Linked DNA regions of Mus musculus: region 2 is linked to region 1. A link is a contact called in public HiChIP or PLAC-seq data. All regions are on one chromosome and are shown on one strand. The core of a region is the stretch at or near the end of the contact, and the rest is flanking DNA. Distances in the headings are between cores, read along the strand shown.

Evidence for each region. HiChIP or PLAC-seq counts read pairs in DNA pulled down with a chosen protein or histone mark.
Region 2: an H3K4me3 HiChIP or PLAC-seq map of bone marrow-derived macrophages shows a contact between it and region 1, with 4 times the contacts expected there. The contact joins the promoter of Comt here to the promoter of Crkl in region 1. A contact is called at or near these places in 2 of 115 datasets of contacts at active chromatin or transcription factors (bone marrow-derived macrophages and microglia).

The regions. Positions count from the first base shown.
Region 1 is chr16:17,447,437-17,453,853 of GRCm38.p6, reverse strand. It overlaps Crkl (v-crk avian sarcoma virus CT10 oncogene homolog-like), which reads right to left and starts at 1,869. Exons shown (of 3, transcript NM_007764.5): 1 at 1,066-1,869. The coding sequence starts at 1,376.
Region 2 is chr16:18,422,955-18,429,440 of GRCm38.p6, reverse strand. Comt (catechol-O-methyltransferase) reads left to right here and starts at 2,725. Exons shown (of 6, transcript NM_001111062.1): 1 at 2,725-3,085; 2 at 5,081-5,137. Txnrd2 (thioredoxin reductase 2) reads right to left here and starts at 3,024. Exons shown (of 18, transcript NM_013711.3): 1 at 2,882-3,024. The coding sequence starts at 2,996. Gm15764 (a long non-coding RNA gene) reads right to left here. Exons shown (of 3, transcript XR_875942.3): 3 at 5,060-6,486.

The DNA.
Region 1 (6,417 bases), core at 620-3,119:
GTAGGTGCCCTTAATTAATTATAGTATCTTTTCATTTTCAAAGTTCAGAGCAAATTTCACCTTTATGAAGTCGCCTCACCCTGAAAAATCTAAATCAGCCTTTAATTCTTTTTTTAGAAAATAGCTTAGAAATAAACTGGGCAGGAAAATATCTTTTAAAGTCTCTAGACACCTTTTCAATTCACACTGTATCATTTGATGATATTCGTTAGGGAAATTAAAGCAAATTATAAAATAATGCATTTTACTTGAAAAAGAGAACACTTGGGGATCAATATCTTTCTCTTTAAGACAGGGTCTTGCTACAGCTCAGTCTGACTTGGAATCAAGGTCCTCTTTCCTTAGGGGACTAGGGGTGTGTATCTATCTCAGCTAGCTCTACTTAGGGGTCTTTAAAGCATATGTTAAACCACTAGACTTAATTACAAAAAAAAAAAAAACTAAAATTGAATTAATGTAGAATTTAGGTAAATACACTTCCCACCCCTGAGGAAGGAACGGTGAGGATACAAATTTCTTCAAATATAATCCCACTGTCTTCTCTTGGTAATCCCAGTTTTAAAAATGAGTGCTAGAGAATCAGATTCTGAGATTTCTACACTTTCGATCCATTTTAAGGATTATTCCAAAGGCCGAAGGCCACTTTGTAACCTAAAGTTAGTTGAAAAATGCAGGAGTTACAAAAACCTTAAATGGTGTACAAGAATTTCGAGAAAGGAGGAGTCATGGCTATCTTCAGAATCTCAAGGAAGTCTATATTTTTAGCGTCGTTAATAAGCATTCTGCATTAGTATTACAGTCAAGTAAAGTGGCAAAACTGTGTATATATGTGGGGGGTTAGGGGTGCATTTAAACAATGCAAGCAGCACTGCTAAATGTCTAAATAAAATGCATCCTTTCATCCAATGACCCAGATCCTGATATTGGCCTTATAATCCGAATGTCTTCTGATTTAGAATGAGGAAAAGGAGTTCTATCCCCTACCCTACCCCCAAAATTTAATCTTTGACCGACCCTTCGCATCCGGTCAAGTTCTGAACCGGAGAAGGGCAGGAGCTCGCGTACCTGGGCGCCGGTTCGATTAAGGTGGTAGTGTCCAGGTAGTGGATCTTGTAGAACTCTAACAAGGCCGGCAAATGGTCAAACTCCTGGTCCCCGATCTTAAAGCGGCGGTTGGGCAGGGAGTTGATGATGTAGTGCGAGACACGCGAGTTCTCGGACACGGACAGTACATAGTCCCCGGGGCAGGTAGATGAGTCCCGGACTAGGAACATGCCATGGCGCTGGCCTTGGAGACGAGTCTGCGCCTCCTGGCGAGTCACTGGCCCCATGTACCAGGCAGAGCGGTCTGAAGAATCAAACCTGGCGGAGGACATGGTGTTGGGCTCGGGGATGGGCGGCGTCTGCGGCTCTCTTGCTTGGGAAGCCTTTACCCGCTGTCGGCTTTGGGGTCGAGGAAGGGCCTCTCAGAACACTTCGAGGAACAATCAGAGGGCTTGGTCAGGACGTTCCTCTAGGCTCCGGGCCCCGCAGCATCCTCCGCCACCGCCCTCCTGCACCGGGCCGCCTCACGGAGAGCCGGTCCGGGAACACTGGGCAAAGCCCCGGGGTCGAGGTGGGCGAAGCTGAGCAGTAGCGGAGGCCGCCTCGGGCTTCTCAGCTGGCCGGAGTACAGGGGAGGCTCCAGTGACTTCTGTCCTGGAACCCGCCGCCGGCTCCACAGCCTCAAGAGCCTGCACCGATCCCCGCGGTCACACGAAGCACCGCACTCCAACAAGAGTCGCGCCTCCCGAGCAGTCTTACCCAGCCCGCTCCCAATAGCCACAGCAACAAAATGGCGGACGCGGGAGAAGCAGCCGGGCACCTCCCCCTTGGTCCAGCGCATTCAATCTGCGCACGCGCGGAGCTGGGCTCTACCCCCTCCACCGCGGAGGCCCTTCCTTTGACGTCACTGGGCGCTGCCAATCAGGAGTGCGTTCGCGAGGGTCCCAGCGTGAGCCACTCGCGCGGGCTCCCGCGTTCCGGGAGGAGGCAGAGGGTCAGGCCCTTCCTGGACCGCAAAGCAGCCGCCGAGAAGCTGCTGCTGTCAGGCTTCCCGGGCTTGGCAGGAAAACAGCTGGAGCCGAGAGGGAACAGCGTTTTGAAAACCTGTTTCTGTGAACAAAGCGTAGAGTGGTTGCTGAGTGTCCGGCCAAGAAGGCGTGGCCGTCAGATGATTGCGAGCCAGAAGGCCCTGGTAAATCAGGTGGCTCAGGAAGGGCATGACCTAGGGAGTGAGGTGACCATCAAATAGGTTACTGAATAACCTATCAAATAACGCCTGCCCTAGGTGATCCTCCTTGGTACACGTGGAATGATGGTGAAGATCAGTTTGACTAATACTTTACGAGGAGGACAGTGTGTTGGTGAGGATGACTGGACACTACCGGCTGTAAAGTGTAACAAGTGAAATGCAACACCTGTGTCTGGCCTGAAGCCTGTTGCTCTGCAACAGTTCATTTCCTGCCATTCCACGTTGCTCAGTTTCAGCTCTGCCTCCCTTGACATATTTCTCCCTCCAACCCGACTAGTACCTATTTATTTAATTATTTGTTTGGTTTTTTAGAGACGGGGTTTCTCTGTGTAGTCCTGGCTGTCCTGGAACTCACTTTGTAGACCAGGCTAGCCTCGAACTCAGAAATCCGCCTGCCTCTGCCTCCCAAGTGCTGGGATTAAAGGCATGCGCCACCACTGCCCGGCCTATCTATCTATCTATCTATCTATCTATCTATCTATCTATCAAGATAGGAATTCTCTGTGTGGCCCTGGCTGTCCTGGAACTAACTCTGACCACCAACAGGCTAGGATGAAATTTTAATACCACAGAATACTGTCTTATTTACCTATATTTTGCCTGCCTTAAATCCACATCTAGTCTTGAATGATCAGAAATTTGTTAAATGAATGACTATTGTGAAAAATCACCACAAAAACAGATGCTGGATTATTGGTCATAGCATTCCCAAATTAGATAAACAGGAAGGCATGTCCCAAGCCAGTGGTGGTGACACATACCAATAATCCCATCACTAGGAGATGGAGGCAGGAGGATCATGAGTTCAAGGCAGCTGAGCTCTATGAAACCCAACAAAAATGGGGAGGAAGTTAGGGGAGGGAGAAATCTCAAAAGTGAGGAATACAGGAGAACTCCTACTTAGATCTCTATCACTAAAGTCTTGTTCTGGCCGTTTACATTTCCCATGTTTAGCAATTCTTAGATTGTAGGGTAATAACTGGTGATTCCATCCCAGTGGTAAGTAAGCGAAGGGGAAAATGTCAAGGTCTAGTGCCTTTTTGTAACTTGGCATAACCAGAGATGCTTCATGGGGGCTAGGAAGATGTCTCAGGAAGTAAGCTCTTGCCAGCCAAGCCTAAACACCTGAATTGGATCCCTGGGTCTGAAGATGGAAGGACAATCAACTTAAGGTGTCCTCTAAAATTCTGTGTAGAGTGGTAATACACATGCCTGCACTCACACAACACACACATAAATAAAAACATGCTTTCATATTGCTCTAGTCGCAAGTGAAATTTGTATAGCTCAGATATTTAATTTGACTGAGTTCAACTCATGGTTGAAGTTCAAATCAGTGACTAGATGGGCTATTCAGTCATTCTGTGCCTCACCATGAGACCTCCAGGACTTATCTTCTAGCCAGCTCTGGTGGTGCATGTATAATCCCAGCTCTCTTGTGGCAGAGGCAGGATTCAATTAGTTCCAAGTTTGAGGCCATCCTGGTCTATATATTAACACACAGGCCAGTGGTGGTACATTAAAAATACCCTGCCACAAAAAGAAGAAAAAATAACACAGGCTTATGATCTTAGCTCTCTCAGAGGTTGAGCAGGAGGATGGAAAGTTCGAAGCCAGCATAGGCAACATCATGTTTTTGAGATAGGCTTTCTCATTGGTATAGGGCCCACCAGGTAGATTAGGCTGGCTAAGCAGTGAATGGCAAAGTTGTAACTGCCTCTGCATTCCAACATTGATATCACAAACACATACCAACACACCTGGCTTTTTTCCTGAGAATTCTGAAGATGGGCTTGATCCTGTGCAGAAAACCAGCTGTGAGTTCATGAGGGCCACTACCATGTCATGACTAGAACAGGATATTTCATGCCACTCTCTTCCTATTTATTTTTTTTAAAGATTTATTATTATATGTAAGTACACTGTAGCTGTCTTCAGACACCCAAAAGAGGCATCAGATCTCATTACGGATGGTTGTGAGCCACCATGTGGTTGCTGGGATTTGAACTTGCGACCTTCAGAAGAGCTGTCGGTGCTCTTAACCGCTGAGCCATCTCTCCAGCCCTCCCTATTTATTTTTTAAAATTTTATATTATAAGCCAGGTGTGGTAGCTCATGCCTTTAATCCTAGCACTTGGGAGGCAGAGGCAGGCAGATTTCTGAGTTTGAGGCCAGCCTGGTCTACAAAGTGAGTTCCAGGACAACCAGTGCTACACAGAGAAACCCTGTCTCGAAAAACAAACAAACAAACAACAACAACAACAACAACAAAGAAGATTTATATTTTAGGAAAAAATAACGTTGGAATCTTGAAAAAAAAGATTTGTATTTTGGCTTGGCACAATGCTGCCTATCTTTAATCCCAGAGCTCAGGAGGCAGAGGTAGTTGGATCATTTTGAGTCTGAGGCCAGCCTAGGCTACATGGAGTGTTATAGGCTTGACAGGGCTGTATAGCAAGACCTTGTCTAAAATAACAACAGCAAATGTGTATTTTAAAGTGTGTGTGTGAGAGAGAGAGAGAGAGAGAGAGAGAGAGAGAGAGAAACCCAGGTTCTCTGCAAGAGCAGCAAGCACTCTTACTTATTGAACCATCTATCCAGCCCCTAGCTCTTCTGTTCTTTCTGCTCCCTCCATGTTTCCTGAGGTGTGCGGGTTGAATGTTCATAGTCTCTCTCTCTCTCTCTCTCTCTCTCGGTTTTCTGAGATCATAGTCTCTTATTATCTGACTTTGACCAGTTATGAATCTGTACATCAACAGTTGTCCACTGCAAAAAAAAAAAAAAAAAAAAAAAAAAAAAAAAAGCTTTTCTGACCAAGCTTTATAGCCACATAAATCTGTGGGTAGTAATAATATAAATATGTACATGTGTCTATATAAGTGTATACCACATGTGTGTGGGTGCCAAGGCAGAAGAAAACATTGGCCCCTCCCCTGGAGCTGGAGTTCCATGTGGTTGTGAGCTGCCCAATAAGGAGAATGGTGGCGAGTGCACTCTTAATGAGTTTTTCTTTAGCTCCTTCATAACTTTAGAATGATATTGCTATCTTACTCTTCCTCCCCCTCCTCCTGCCTCTTCTCCCCCTCCCCTTTTCTCCCATCCTTCTACTAGGACAAAGATGAAATTATAAGAAAGTACCAGGGGGGATTTCGAGGTATGCATGACAGACACATTGAAAGACCAAATCTGTAGACAGTGTGTGGACTTGGTAGAATTGTCTCTGGTCTCTTGTAGCACATTATTTGAGGTGGACAGACATTAGTTCACATCTCCACAGGAAAAGTCACAAAACATAATTCACGATTAACTCCCTGAGCCATCCAGGTCCCCCCACTCAGTTTCTCGCATCATTGCCTCCCTGAGAAACGGTGATGACTGAGGTCAGCTCTGACCCTTACCACAGTCAGACCAGTCTGTACCTGATGGCAGCGACTCAGGGTCTCTGAAGGATTCCTCCTTAGGGACTCAAGATCCAGCACGATCAGCAACCATGGGGAAGCCAGTGCACTTGTGGCTGAAGCTATAAACACCCTTTCCAAAGCAGTAAGAGGGTTTGTCACTTCCCAGGACATGCTGTCAGGGAAAAGCCTGCTCGGCAGACAGATGGAATAGCCGCTCTCTGGAGCTGGTTCTGTGGGATTTCCCCTGTTCTAACTTCATTTTGACTTTATTCAGAGTAACGGAGAAGAGAGAAAGAGGGTTCCACCATCCCAATCCTCACTCCCAGTCAGGACAATGCCTTATTTAATTATTTAGTTATTTAGGTAGCAATGTTATGGATCAAACTCAGGACTTATTTGTGCTTGGCCCATGCTCCAGCATTGAGCTACATCCCCAGTGCTGCAGGTTCGTTCGTTTGTTTGTTCGTTTGTTTGTTTGTTTGTTTGTTTGTTTGTTTTGGAACCAGGGTTTCCTATGAAGCCCTAGCCTTCAACATTGTGATTCTTCTACCTTAGCCTCAGGGTGCTGGGATTCACAGGAGTACAGTATCACACCTAATCCTAAGCACCCCGCTTCCTCCCTTTTTAAATTATTATTATTATTTTTTTTTAATTGGGGCTAAAGAATTGCTTTTATAAAGGACACACATAGTGGCTATAGCGTAACTAGAGTTTCATAGGATC
Region 2 (6,486 bases), core at 1,476-3,975, 970 kb before region 1:
TGTTCTCTGACCTCCACATGTGTGCCAGGACCATGCATGTATGCACCCACACCCATGAACACACTAAATAAATACACGAGCCAAATATAAACATAATACTTTTAAATGGCCACACCTTAAGTAGGCAAGGCTGCAGAGAAAACCCTGGACTCCCATACCCTTCAAGGTCACTGGCCTGCACCCCACCACAGGAACACATAGATGAAAGTCACGGGTTTGCAGCTCCACAGCTGAATCTACCCCAGATTCAAGTCCCGAGAAGGCCTGAACAGTTACAAATTATTTAATGGCTTTGATGTGCTCCTAAAAAAGAAAGGAGGCAAGTTGGCGTGAGGACCAGTTTGGCAGGCTTTGTGTGCTTTGTATGCCAGAGGTGGGAGATCCTGTCTTTACCCTGAAGAAGGATCCTACCTTCCATTGCTGATGCCTGTCCTGTCTGTTGCCCGAGTGGGGCTCCTATTGGGTCATCCTGCTCTGAGGCCCTATACTGTACCCTCTGTCTGTTTGCTACCAAATGACTGGCAGGGCTGGCTTATCGCAGGCCACTTGCTTTCCCACAGTGCACACCCAGGAGCCTCCTCTCTGATAAAAACTTAGAAGGCGGCCACAGTGAGAGTTTCAAGGGTCAGTATGAAGAAGGATGCGAGAAGCCTACTGGGGCCCTCACATCCCAGCCTTCACTCACTGTGCTTAGGCCTGTCCTTCTGCCCACAGCTCATCTCCAGAACATGTCTCTGTTTCAACTCTGCCTCAGGACTCACCGTGCTCCTGTTTCAGTTTCTTTCTATCGTCTGGAACAGGGCAGTAGGAATCTAATCGACATGACAAGGTCTAAATAAAGGGCCTGGCTGCTCTGATAAAGGAAGATGGTCTCCTAATGTGTACCTGCCTGCCAGAGAGGCCAACAGCCTTCTTATCCTAGCTCCAGTTTGGATGATACAACACCCTCTCCCACCCCTCAGCTGGAAAACATGGGTATTCCTGCTTCAAAAGGACAGACGGCAGAGCTGACCTGGACTCACAAGTGAACTCTGGAGTCATATGGCGGGTGGCATCTTCCCTAGACCTCACAACATCCTCACCAAAGCAAAGTCCTGAACCCTTGGGGTGTGAGACACGAGTCCTCCAGTCAGTAGTGGAGGACTCTGCCCAGTGGGAAACAAATCCCAAAGCCACAAGGGCTTCCTAGCAGCTTGAAGGGCCCTAGACTTGTGAGCTCAGTGAAGCTCCTGTCTACAGATTTCAACATACTCTTTGGCTTTTATTTATTTTATGTGCCTGAGTGTTCATTTGCACTTATGTCTGCACTGTGGGCACACAGTGCCAGAGGGCAGTGCCAGAGGGCTGTGCCAGAGGGCAGTGCCAGAGGGCAGATGAGGGCACGGGGTCCCCCTCGGAATGGAGTCATCATGTGGGTGCTGGGAACTGAACTTGGAGCCTCTGGAAGAGCAGTGAGTGCGGAGTCGCTCTTGTCCCTCCTTTACAGACATTTTACTGTTATTATGTAGGGTGACGGTACCAATGACACAGAGTGACGGTACCAATGGCACAGGTACTTTGACTGACTTGGGTTTTTTTTTTTTTTATTCCGAACCCCCCGATTGTTTTTTTTTTTTTAACCTCCACATAAATCACTAAAACTACCTCCACCTAATATACAGCACTAGGAGACCCTGAAGAGCCAGAGACCTGGGAGTTAGCAAAGCTACTGAAAGAGCACCCGTCAATCCCTGAGGTCTGTCCCCTAGGTTCCCACCTCACATGTAGTGACTGCTTCCTGGTACTCTCCCAGGTTAGCTTCTGCCACTGAGCCACAAGGCCTCTGCCAACTTCCACTTGCAGTCGGTCTACCTGCCTTGGCCCTGTAGACCAAGGGCCAGCCATTGTACCTTTCATAGCACTGCCTCTGTGAAGAACCCTGGCCTGCCCTTGCTCCTCTCCCTCTATGCTCGCTCCCTGTGGACAGAATTGAGTTCTGTCACTCACATTCAGGGGGCAGTATTAAGGGTGGTCACCATGAAAAGACATAATGGAGACCACTCATGAAACTGATCATACCACTGGGAAACTCTGGGGGAACTTGGCCTATTGGGGGTAGTGGACCCATGTTGAGAGGTACCCAGTTTCCCCCTTTGAAATTAATTACTATCCTGATTTCAGCAATAACGCTTCCTGGTGCAAACAAGTTGTTTCTTCCCCTTCTCAAGAGCCCTGACAAGCACTGGGGCTTGGTTCCACAAACTTTCTAGTGTCTTCTCACTCCCCAAACACTAGGCAGGTCATGAAGGTGCATTTGGAAGCTGAGGAAGGAAGGGCCAACACCTCAAGGCTAACTCTAGCTGCACTGCCAACTGACCATCACTCAAAAAATCAAAATCAAGCCCAAAACAACAAACCAAGGTAGTTCATGACTGTAACCCCAGAAGGCCACGGTCGGTGGCAACTACCTAAGCAGTCTGTGGCCAGCTTGGCTACATGGGGGTGGGATTACGGACAAAAACAAAAAGAAAAAACTAGAACAATAAAAAGAGTTGCTGCACCTAGGAAGTTGTGTGCCAATGGGGTACCTGTGACCATCAGAGCCCTTGACATCATCCCATCACAGCCCTGACATCAGGGCTACGATTAATATTGGGGACACAAATCCCAGAAGACTGGGCTTGCTGCCACCACAGGAGGGCCTCAGGCAAGGCACCGCCAACGTTTTAGACACCTGGGGAAAAAGCAGCCCTGCTAGAAGCAGGTCCCCTCCTAATCAGAACCCTGGCCTGTGTGGGCACGCCCACGCGGACACGTTCCAGGACAGCCCCGCCACCGCGACCCCCTGTGGACACTCGCACAGGCACCCTCTCCGCGTGCACCGCCCACGACCCCACCCTACCTCCCGCTGCACTCGCCGCGCCCCTTGTCCCGCGTGTCAGAGCCCGTGTCCGCGGCCGGAAGCGCCTGCTGGGTCCACGCAGCGCCGCCACCATCGCCGCCACCATCGCCGCCATGGTCCGGGGACCTCAGGCGGTCAGGGCTGCCCTTCGCACTGCCTGAGCGTCCGCGCCTCGGGGTCAGACCTGTGCGCGGCCTTGACGAGGTGAGTGGTGCCCGCCCGGAGCTCGGACTCGGGATCAGAATCTGCATGCACCGAACTGGGACTAGGGTGAAGGGCCCGTACGTGGGAACTGGTTCTGACCTAGGAGAGCGCAAGCCGGCGCTGGGGAATGGGGACACATGTGAAGGGGGTCTGATCTTGGCTGGGGGGTCGCTGAAGGGAGGCAGGTGACCGAACTTGAGTATCAGTGCTGTGGTGGAAGATATGTCCTTCGGTGGGGCTGTGGAGTTGGGCTTAACCTGGATAGAATGTAGCACATCCAGGGCCTGGCCCATTATAAGAGGGTCCGACTTACTTAGTTGTTGGATTGGGATGCAAACCTTAGGGTCAAAGTTACAGGGCTCAGGGATGGTCAGTAGAGTTGGAAGCTGTTGAACAGGGGTTCTTGAGAGAGGCCTTAGGGTGCCCCCGGGTCACTCCTTGCAAAAGAAGTGCTACCCACCCCCACCCCCCCACTCCCAAAGGGACCCCTTGGAGCTCAGGAGCACTAGGGCAGGAGCACTACGGCAGGCTTTGGGTGTGTGCTAAAAAGAGAAAGTCTTCCAGCCAGGGACTTTTGGGGTCCTTGCTGGCCCTCCAAGCCTTGGGAGAACAGTGGGAGCTGCCACGACTTGTGGGAGCTTGTGGTGGGGTAGGGCCCTAGAGGACATCTTGTCACAGAGAAACAGCATCGCCCTAATAATTGGGACAGATTTTACCTAGGAGCTGTAGGGGACCGGCTGAGTCATCTCCATTTGAGCAGAGGTGACAAGTGGGTGTCTTCTGGGGAACAAAGGAGCACAGAATCCATGAAGGGAAGGGAAGAGAAGGGAAGGGTGCTTTATACAGGCTCTTCGTGGCTTTGCTGCTGGGCTAATTCCCATGATCCCACAGAAGCTACAGAGCTGCAGACACTTTGGGGTCTAAAGTTGCTCTAGGGATGCACCCGTGAGCTGTCAGAGATGAAGCTAAAGTTTATATTTTTAAAAGGAGCTTGGCTAAATGTGGCTAAGCCTCCAGTGTGTGCACCCAGTAGAGGATCCTTTTCCAGGAAGGGAGACGTCCTTCCTATTGAACAGAAGTCCATTTTCTGTTCCATGTGAGGGTCATTCTTAAGAAGACAATAGAAAAGTTGGTGTTAGCCACAAATCAGTCTTTTTTTTTTTTTTTTTTTTTTTTTTTTTGGTTTTTCGGGACAGGGTTTCTCTGTGTAGCCCTGGCTTCTTAGAACTCACTTTGTAGACCGGGCTGACCTTGAACTCAGAAATCTGCCTGCCTCCCAAGTGCTGGGATCAAAGGTGTGAGCCACCACCGACCGGCAACAAATCAGTCTTTGCACATTTCTAGATGCCAGGTGCGAGTGTCTTTAGATGGTTGATGAGGAGCAGCCTGGAGGCTTTACCAAGTTGTCCTCTGAGTGTAGGAGGCAGAAGTGTGTGAGCACACGGTTTCAGGCGTGATCATTTCCTGGAGCAGTGTGTGCACCCAGTAGAGGACTTTCCCTCGTGGCCCTTGTAACCGAGGCAGAAAGCTGTCCCCAGAGTATTTGGTGTGTTGAAATCTGACATTTCTGTCAGATTCTCCCTCAAGCTTTCCCAGATCGTAGTGGGATAGGATAGCCGCATCAAGCACTGTTCCCAGCAGGACCCAAAACCATCAGGCTTTTGTTCCAAAGGTCAAGAAATTAGGAAGGAGAAGAATTGTGAACAGTTTGGAGAGTTGTGGGCAGATATTAAAGCCAGATGTAGCATGTGGATATATTTACACGCAGCTTAAAAGATGAAGCAGTGTGTCAGCACGCACCTGTGGTCCCAGCCCTCAGGCAGAAGCGAGAGAAGCATGGATTTTAGGTCAGTGTGCTACATAGTGATTTTCAGGCCTGCCTGGGTTACAGACCCTGCCTTTGGAGACAGAGAAAAAAAACTAAAAACATCAGCACTGTTTTCTCCTTGCAAATGAAGATGTAAGATGGCCTTCTGATGTCCATATTTTTATTAGGGGATGAGAGAGTCCTACCACAGTGAAACTCAAAGTTACAGACATTCTGGCCCATAAGTAAGTACAAGTTTTATTGTTGCTTTCACTTTTTGAAGATTGTCTAAAACCCCCATCAGCCTCTCCCATGTTGGGATGATGTTCCTAAGCTACCGTGCCTGGCTCTATCTGTGTTTGTGTGTGTGAGTATGGGCGAGCGCCTACCATGATGCACATGTGGAGACCAGAGGACTACTGTGGATGTCTTTTCTCGCCTCCTCGTTGCTTGGAGCAGGCTCTTTTCTCTTGTTTACTTCTCCTTATGCTGTGGTAGCTGGCCCTCAAGCTCCTGGGGTTTTTCTTTCTCTACCTCTCATCTCATAGCACTGGGATTACAAACATGTATTACCATGTTTGGCTTTAAGTGGGTTTGGGGATCAGACCTGGGTGATCTTTCCAGCCCCAGCTGTTTTACCATCATTTGAATGCATTAGGAAAACACTATTCTTTCTCTAGGCAGTTTTAGCTTTACCAGCTGTATTGAAGTTTCTTGACTTTTAGCCAACACAAACTGACCCTGGAATAAGGGACTTTTTCCCCTTTTCCTCTTGAGTTTTTCTGACTTCAGAAGGAAAGAACAAAGGCTGGGGAATGTAGCTTCGTTGGTAGAGTGCTTGCTTGGTATGCATGAGGTCCTGGGCTCTATCACTAGCACTTCATTAAACTAGGCATAGTGGCATATGTCTGTATTTCCAGCACCCAAAAACTAAAGCAAGAGTATGATAAATTCAATGTCAACCTCTTCTCCAGAGCAAGTTTGAGAGTAGTGTGGGCTGCATGAAACCTTATCCCTCACCCCCCCACCTCCAAAATCAACAAAGCATGTAAGAAAACAGGATGAAACAGGTAAGTCATAAATCCTCAAAGATAGTGAAGAAGATCAGAATCTGAAATCGGGGCACGAGGAGGAGCAACGTCATGCTTGAGTTCTCAGCGTCTGGGAGGTAGAAACCGCAGGATCAGGAGTTTAAGGCCAGTCTTGGCTACATAGCAAGTCTAAGCCCAGCCAGGGATACATGAGACCCTGTCTTAATAGAAGAGGAAGGAGAAGAAAAAGGAAACCAAGAATCTAATGAGCTACCGTACTTCTCTGTTGAAACACAGAAAGTTACATCCCTTTCTGATAAACATAAAACAGCATTTTGACTTTTTGTACAGTGCTGTGATTGTACCCTGGGGTATACTAACCTCTGAGCTCCTGAGCACAGCCCAAGATTATTCCTGTTTAAAAAAGATTCTGCCAGGCGTGATGGCGCACGCCTTTAATCCCAGCACTTGGGAGGCAGAGGCAGGCGGATTTCTGAGTTTGAGGCCATCCTGGTCTACAGAGTGAGTTCCAGGACAGCCAGGACTACACAGAGAATCCCTGT